2 separate regions of the Sus scrofa genome follow, and region 1 is linked to region 2. A link is a contact called in public Hi-C data. All regions are on one chromosome and are shown on one strand. Each heading gives the region's core, a stretch centred on a gene start, on an enhancer-like site or on the middle of the called end of the contact. The rest is flanking DNA. Distances are from core to core; before and after follow the strand shown. Region 1 holds the start of GTF2E2 (general transcription factor IIE subunit 2). Region 2 holds the start of UBXN8 (UBX domain protein 8).

The links. Hi-C and Micro-C count contacts between places; a contact is called where the count stands out from the background.
Region 1: a Hi-C map of skeletal muscle shows a contact between it and region 2, with 8 times the contacts expected there. The contact joins the promoter of GTF2E2 here to the promoter of UBXN8 in region 2. A contact is called at or near these places in 1 of 5 promoter capture datasets (liver), 8 of 47 Hi-C or Micro-C datasets (fetal heart ventricle, heart right ventricle, liver and 2 more) and 2 of 2 datasets of contacts at active chromatin or transcription factors (alveolar macrophages and skeletal muscle).

The regions. Positions count from the first base shown.
Region 1 is chr15:54,443,101-54,447,236 of Sscrofa11.1, forward strand. GTF2E2 (general transcription factor IIE subunit 2) reads left to right here and starts at 1,380. Exons shown (of 9, transcript NM_001244861.1): 1 at 1,380-1,576.
Region 2 is chr15:54,365,362-54,369,468 of Sscrofa11.1, forward strand. It overlaps UBXN8 (UBX domain protein 8), which reads right to left and starts at 2,249. Exons shown (of 8, transcript NM_001244745.1): 1 at 2,148-2,249; 2 at 428-550. The coding sequence starts at 2,235.

The DNA.
Region 1 (4,136 bases), core at 130-2,629, 77 kb after region 2:
GTTTGATCCCTGGCCTTGCTCAGTGGGTTAAGGATCCAGCGTTGCTGTGAGCTGTGGTGTGGGTCGCAGACGTGGCTCGGATCCCGCGTTGCTGTGGCTCTGGCATAGGCCAGTGGCTACAGCTCCGATTAGACCCCTAGCCTGGGAACCTCCATATGCCGCGAGAACGGCCCAAGAAAAGACAAAAAAAAAAAAAAAAAAAAAAAGCCACACAATCATCTTTTGGCTTTATTTTCATTTCTACTGAGCCACAAATGGGAACTCCTATTCCCAAGTTTTGAATAAAAATTTGCATATTATCTCGGAGTTCCCGCCGTGGCTCAGTGGTTGACGAACCCAACTGGTATCCATGAGGACGCGGTTCCATCCCTGGCCTTGCTCTGTGGGTTAAGGATCCAGCATTGCGGTGAGCTGTGGTGAAGGTCTTAGTCACAGATCAGATGCTGAGGTGCTGCGGCTGTGGTGTAGCTCTGAGTTGACCCTTAGCCTGGGAACTTCCATGTGCCATGGATGCGGCCCTCAAAAGACAAAAATAAATAAATAAATAAATAAAAAATAAAAAAATTTACGTATTATCTCATTCAATCTTCCCAAGAGTCCAATGCAAGTAACCCATTGTGCTAGGACAATTGTTATTCCCATTTACCAGATGAGAAAACTGAAACAGGTTAAGTAAGGTGAGGAGTAACCAGTTAAAGGACAGCCACAGAACAGTTGGGTACTGGCTTCAGGTTATAAGAGTTAGGAAAGGAGAGTTACAGAAAATCTGACACCGCAAACACATTGCTGGCTGTGCACAAAGCCAATCTTTTTCGTCGCTTTATTTCTACCCCTTTATGCTGCGTCTCAATCCAAAATCCTTTTCTAAGAGGGTTCACAGGGGTAGTGGTTAGGAGTTCGGAAACTGGACTTCAGGACAGGATTTGCCTTTGCTAGCTGTGCTGTCTTGAGCACACCATTTAGTTTCACTTGCTTTCTTGCTTCCTCGCTTGTAAAACGTCAATGTTCTTTTGACGTTTAGGTGATGGTGATTGGCATTTGATGTAAAGTCACAGAACACCTGTAGACAATAACTTGAAAACTCTCGTCGTCACTCGAATTGAGCAGATCCCAGCGCACGCTGCAGGAGGATCTATTAGCTTCATATTTCTACTCCTGTAAAAGAAAAATTTCTTCCCTCTTGGCAGCGTCTTCAGTACTCCCATCAAAGTCCCGCCCCCAGCCTCTCTCGGGCTGTCAAGGAGATCCGGGACGCCCCAGCTGGTTGACCCCCTCAGCTCTACCCAGGCGGGGCACGTGATGACGCACGCGCGTTCTCTGCGGCCGCCGCGCCGCCGCGGTGGCTGCCGGGACTGAGTTCAGAGCCGTAAGATCAGGAAGTGGCGGGCGGAGCCCGGGGCCGAGTCGCCTCCTCGGACGCCGCCGCCGCCGCCGCCAGTGCTAGGACCCCGACCTGGCGGGGCAGCGCTGGGCGGGCGTGCGGGCGGGGGCGCTGACGACGAACAGGAAGCGGCGGCCAAGCGGGCGTGGGTGGCTGGTCGCGGCGGAGGCGTGTGGGACGGCCCTCCTGGCTCAGGTGGGTGCTGCGGCGGCTGTGTGAGGGGCGCAGAACCCCGGCCTGTTGTTCCCGCGGGCCGCCTCCTCCCGGGGGTGAGCGGGTCTCCCACCACGCGGGAGGCTGGAGCTGCCCTTCCCTCCGCGAAGATCTTAAACCCGGTAATAACTTCTCGGGAGCATTGTCTTTTAGGCTGGGGGTTCACTGAGAAAACTTTTGGGTTGGAAAGAGGGGAAATTCGAATCTGAGAGCCGATTGTGCCTCTGCTTAGCCTTCAAGTTCATATTAGCAGTAGCTGCACCATCCCGGCGTGTGGAGTTTGGGGAACCACGTTGTCCGGCTAACTAAAGGCTGTGATTTCAGGCCCCTTCACGGACTTTTTTTTTTTTTTTCTTTTTCCACCTGCCTTTGGGAGACATTGTTTGGAAGGATTTCTAAACTTAGAGTTGTAATAGTTGTTTTTGCAAAGTTTGTTTTCCAAAACAAATCGCTGCTGTACTTTTTTTTTGCCGTTCGCCTCAACATTTCTGTTATTTAAGAGGTAAGCAGTCTGTGTTCTCAGCTTGCCGGCTATTCATAGCCATGTTGGCACCAGGCAAAGAGGCAAGAGAGGAAAAGTAGAAAAGTTGACGTCAAATGAAAAAGTGGAAAGAATGTGGGCTTTGGAGCCAGCAGATTTTCATTCGTTTTTGGCGTCTCAGTGGAAGAACACGTGAACTCAGTTGTGGCCATGTTGTTTTTTTTGTATTGTTTAATGTAAAATGGTCAGGGTGATGTCTCCTGTCTGCCACACAGTTCAGTACATGTCAAACCCTATAGATACTGAGTAGTCTGAAAAAAAGGAGCAAAAGTTAGATGGAGCATATGATGGTGGAAGATATTAAGCCTTCTGTTCCAGGTGCCATTAAACGTTACCCATACCACACAGGTCGTCTTTGTTTTGGAGGCCATATACCATCATTTCAGGTCTGGAGTAAGGAACACCTGATTGGGGAACCACAGTAGTTCCATTCCTGGTTCTGTTCTTTCAGCTGTGTGACCTTAATCATGTCCTCTTTTCACTTCAGATTTTACGTGTTAAAATAGGAATAAAGCAGAGTTCCCATCATGGCTCAGCGGAAACCAATCTGACTAGTATCCATGAGGATGCAGGTTCAATCTCTGGCCTCACTCAGGGGGTTAAGGATCTGGCGTTGCACTGAGCTGTGGTGTAGGTCGAAGATGCACCTCGGATCCCGAGTTGCGGTGGCTGTGGTGTTTACCAGCAGCTATGGCTCCAGTTCAACTCCCAGCCTGGGAACCTCCATATGCTGTAGGTGTGGCCCTAAAAAGACAAAAAAAAAAAAAAGAAAAAGGAATAAAACAAAATACCTGTTATAAAGTTGTGAGGGTCAAATGCTGTAAGCATTTAGGTTTATGTGAACTGTGAGGCCTTTATTTAAATCTGTTAAAATCACTACAAAAACCTGGATTAATTATCGTTTACAAGGAGAAATAAACAGGTACAGATGTTGCCCCTGCCTTATCACTTGGGAATTCTTTCTTCTTCTCACACTTTCCCTACCCCAAGACTGTCCCTTTAGCTTCCTCACCCCAGTATTACAGGTCTGTCATTTCTTTTCAGATTCACCTCAAAACAGTAGTACTGAAATAACATATATTTATAACTCTACTATTTGAACAATAGCTTTCACAAACATTTTCTCATTTTATTCCTACAGTTGGGCTAGATGTAGAAAGCACTGGTAGTATCTTCATTTTACTTATGGTAATGTTGGATTTAGAGAGTTCTAGTGGCTTGCCCCAGGTCATGTTGCTGTTAGGGATTAGAACTCAGGGGAGGAGTTTCTATCGTTTCAGAGGAAATGAATCTGACTAGTATCCATGAGGACGCAGGTTCCATCCCTGGCCTGGCACAGTGGGTTAAGGATCCGGCATTGCCGTGAGCTGTGGTGTAGGTCGCAAACGAGGCTCTGATCCCCTCATTGCTGTGGCTGTGGTGTAGGCGGCAGATACAGCTCTGATTCAACCCCTAGCCTGGGAACCTCCATGTGCCACAGGTTTGGCCCTAAAAAGACAACAACAGCAAAAAAACACACAAAAGAATTGAGGGGAGAAGGCATGTCTTTGATTCAAGGTCTAGGGCCAGTGATCCTTCCTTCCTTAACTGAAGTTTACTCTGATTATTTCTTTTTCTTTCTTTTTGGCCATGCCTAGTAGAAGTTCCTGGGTCAGGGATCGAACCTGTGCCACTGTTGCTGCAGTGACAATGTTGGATCTTTAACCTGTTGTGCCACAGGGAAACTCCTCTGATTATTTCTTATCAGTGTTTGTATTTATTTATTTATTTATTTTGCTTTTTAGGGCTGCACTGGTGGTATATAGAGGTTCCCAGGCTAGGGGTCGAATCAGAGCTACAGCTGCTGGCCTACTCCACAGCCACAGCAATGAGGGGATCTGAGTCTCGTCTGTGACCTGCTCCACAGCTCATGGCAATGCCGGATCCTTATCCCACTGAGCAAGACCAGGGATCGAACCTGTGTACTCATGGATACTAGTCGGATTTGTTTCCTCTGCACCA
Region 2 (4,107 bases), core at 999-3,498:
AGTGTCTCTGCAGCACCAAGTCTCGGGTTTGATCCCTGGCCGGCATAGTGGGTTCAAGGATCTGGCATTGCCTCATCTGCAGTATAGATTGCAACTGTGGCCTAGACCTGATCCCTGGCCCAGGAACTCCATGTGCCTCGGGGTGGCCAAAAAAAGAAAACAAAAACAAAAACAAACAAGAGAATTTGCAGAATATCAGTTAGAAATGATAGTTTCAAATGTATATATAATAAAAATGTACAATTTCTCATAATATTGCAATTTATAGCCCATTTGAAATCGTAACTAAAGTAATGACTACTATCCTTGAAATTACACAGCAAAAAGTAATGGTAAAATAGTTCTCATTTTGCCAAGTTCTAGAATAAATAAAGGAAAGAAATTTCAGTAGAAAACTCTAAAAGAGTAGCATAAACTATAAACTTACCTTTCAGATAAACTTGGGTAGATTTAAACGAGTTAATCCATGAGGTAGCCACCGAAATAATTAATGTAAGAAGAGCAAGCAGTAAGAAAATCCGGCCACATAGCAAAATAAGATCTTTGATTCCTTAACAAGGTTAAAAAAATTACAATTAAAATTTAAAACAATTTTTCTTGGAACTAATAATAAGTACTAATATATTAGCAGATTATTTGTACCAGAACAATATAATAATAAAAGTTAAGGTATGCAACTGTCTTATAATATTTCATATAATTTTCCTGTGGTGCCAAAATTCATCACGACTGTCATTACCAGAACAAGTTTTCAAAAAATGATTCTAGAACATCTTTCAGGAATATAAGTGAATGGCTACATTATAAATATATGACTATCAATAATGCAGAAATCTTGGTTTTCCTTCTGCCCCAAGAAGGAAAGAAAATTATCCACATTAATTGGGAACTAAATCATGATGGTATGTATCATCTTATCAAATTCTATTTAAAATCAGTCACTCCCACTGAACACAAATTCTTATTTCTCACAGTTAAGTTATGCAACTGTGTACTTCTCTAGTTCTCAATGTTTATTCTGTCATTTGTAAATAAAATTACTATATACATATCTGCCCAAAAAAGGGAAAATTCAGTACTTGGTTTTGTATGATTTTGAGAGCCAAGATGAAAATTAATCAGCAAAAAATGTAACAAGTACCTACTGTGTGTAATACAATTTGTTAATGATGAGGGATCCTGGATAAGAAGTTGGAATAAAAATGGTTTCTATCCTCTAGGAATTTTTAGTTTTATTTTATAATTCTCAAAAGACACCAGGTAGAGGTATGCCAACAGTTGCTGTACCTTCGATTTGACCCCTAGCCCAAGAACTTACTAAAGCCACAGGTGTAGCCCCAGAAAGGAAAAAAAGAAAAAAAAAAGGGGAGAGAGAAGAGAGACACCCTATAGTCAAATCTGCCAAGAACAACAGAAACCTAATTTGCCTCACTGCTTCCGCTATACCTTCCTTGCAAAACACTTGTCCACAAAGAATCCAGACTTTTTAAAACCTTAGGGAAGTCCCTTAACCTCCCTATATCTGTTTCCACTGTAAAATAGGTTAGAGCAGTGCGCATCCTCAAAGTTTGTAAACCAATTTAGAGGAGATAATAACCACGACTTAAGAGTCTAGTTTACAATAAGCGTTCAATGAATGCTATTATCATGCGCCACTCTCTCTACTAGTCTCTTTAATCCAGCCTCAAAGGTCTTCATCCTTTTCCTTCAAGTCACAATTCCTTTTGTCTGGAATGTCATCCCGCTCCCTCCACCTCCCGCCCTCGCTTTTCAAACGTGTGGCTCCTTATCATTTAAGTCTCTTAAATTCTTCAGAAGGCCTACATCAGCTTGTTTATTTCCTTTTGAGCACTCAACACAATGTGAAAGTCAAGTATATGCTTGCTCCTGTGCTTTCGGCCTCTGTCCCATTACCCGCAAAACTTCACCAGATCTGGAGGGGCACTTTTCCGCCAAGAGTTTGCCTCCCCAGGACGGCAAAAGTCTCGCTCCACCAGGAACCCCGCGGGGGAAGAGGAAGGCAGGCGCGGTGCAGCCTGGGCATCGTAGTCAAAGCCGCCCAGAGGAGACGCGGCCGGGAAATTGCACGTAGTGTTCGTGAGACTGTTACCAGGTGTGAACGCCAGGAGGCAAAAGCCAGCACTTACCTAGATCTGGGACCCCACGCCGGAGCTCCAGACACAAGAGGGGGAGAGCAGAGAGGAGGAAAATGCCAACCACCCCAAGAGAAACCATAGCGGCGGAAGCGCTGCTTCCTGGCGGAAGCTCCGCCCCTTCTGATTACGCCTCCCTTGGAAGGTGGAGTGGATCCTTTCTAAGGGAGGAATTCCAGGAAAGCGCTGGACCCTAAAGCTGTTTCGTTGGTGAGACTGAGATAAACCCAGGCTTTTGAACTCATAATCTGTAACCTGAAAACAAGTGTAGGTCACCTCCCGACGTCACGTGAGGTCCAGGGGAGACGGCCTCGCTGGCACCCGCCCAGCCAAGTCCTGTGAAAGCAAAACTTGGGCTCCTTCGAGGCGGGCAGCCCCTGCCCCTTCGGCTGTCAGACTGTAGAGATTGTAAGAAAGAACTCTAAAGAGTAAAATGAAACAGAGGAGAAAGGATAGGGGCAGCTGATACTACAAGGAGGCAGCCTGTGCCCTTGGCCTATGTCTGTAGTGGGTGATTGTGGACTTTTGAGTCAGAGCTGTTGAGCACCACTTTCTGCCGAAGAACCTTCCTTATCTTCCAAACGGTCCCCGGCACCTTCCTCGGTCTCTGGTTCCGACGGGAAGATGACTCAAAAGTGAGGCCTGGCACCTAATTATGGAGACCCGCTACCCCTTGCTCCGCTCCTTATCAGTTTTGCTAGCAGGTGTTACTGTTAATGACTTAACACGGCCTCCCAGTTCTGTGACCTCATTGCCATCCTATGACTCATCTCTTTGGCGTTTCTGCCAACCCCGATGCGTGTAAGCTACAGAGATCTCTTAAAAGATTTCGTGAGGGAGATTTCGCAGTGGTTAACGAATCCGACTAGGAACCATGAAGTTGCGGGTTCGGTCCCTGCCCTTGCTCAGTGGGTTAACGATCCCGCGTTGCCTTGAGCTGTGGTGTAGGTTGCAGACGCGGCTCGGATCCGCTCCGATTAGACCCCTAGCCTGGGAACCTCCATATGCTGCAGAAGCGGCCCAAAGAAATAGCAAAAAGACAAAAAAAAAAAGATTTCGTGGGAGTTGCCATCATAATCCGACTAGTATCTGGTTCTGATCCCTGGCCTCACTCAGTGGGTCAGGAATCCAGCCTTCCCTTGAGCTTTGGTGTAGGTCGCAGACCTGGCTGGGATCCTGCGTTGCTGTGGCTGTGGTGTAGGCCAGCAGCTGTAGCTCCAATTGGACCCCTAGCGTGGGAACTTCCATATGCCTGGGACGCAGCCCTAAAATAAAATAAAAGTTTTCGTGCTTTGAAAGTTGGTTTTGTGACCCTTCCATCAGTTCTGCCTCACCCTTCAGTTTAGTTCAGCTAACATTTATTTAGCTCCACAATTTGCCTGGCACTGTAGAACTCATAGAGACTCAAGTATGTGTAAGTTTTGTCCTTGAGAAACTCAGTTCGTGGGAAAGACAGCCCTGTAAAGAGAAAAATACAGCGCTTGTGTGCTGTGAGAGGTACACAGGGAGCTATGTACCCAAGTGAGGGCTTGGGGAAAGGCTTTCCCAAAGGAAATCGTGTCTAAATTATTTTGTAAAGGTTAGGAATTGGGGAAAAGGGCAAGAGATTTGAAGTTTGACAAACTATGAATGTAGAGGAACTACCAACAGTTAAAATATTGCAATTTCAACTTTGAATGGAAGAGTGTAGAAGTAGGTTGGAGCCAGGACCAAGGGAGCTTGGCTTGGTATATAGGCTAAGAACGTTATCCTAGAATTCAAGGTGCAGACTATGAGTGCACAATCTCAAAATCGATCTGGGTAAAGTACTATAAATTATGTGACATACCAATTAAACAATTAATTACATTGACTCATTAAAACGTTTTCATTTGCTGTCCACATGAAGACAGGAAAGAGTTCTACAGCGGTTACCATCTTCATTTTGGTATGATTTCCTCCTTTAGGTATTTTT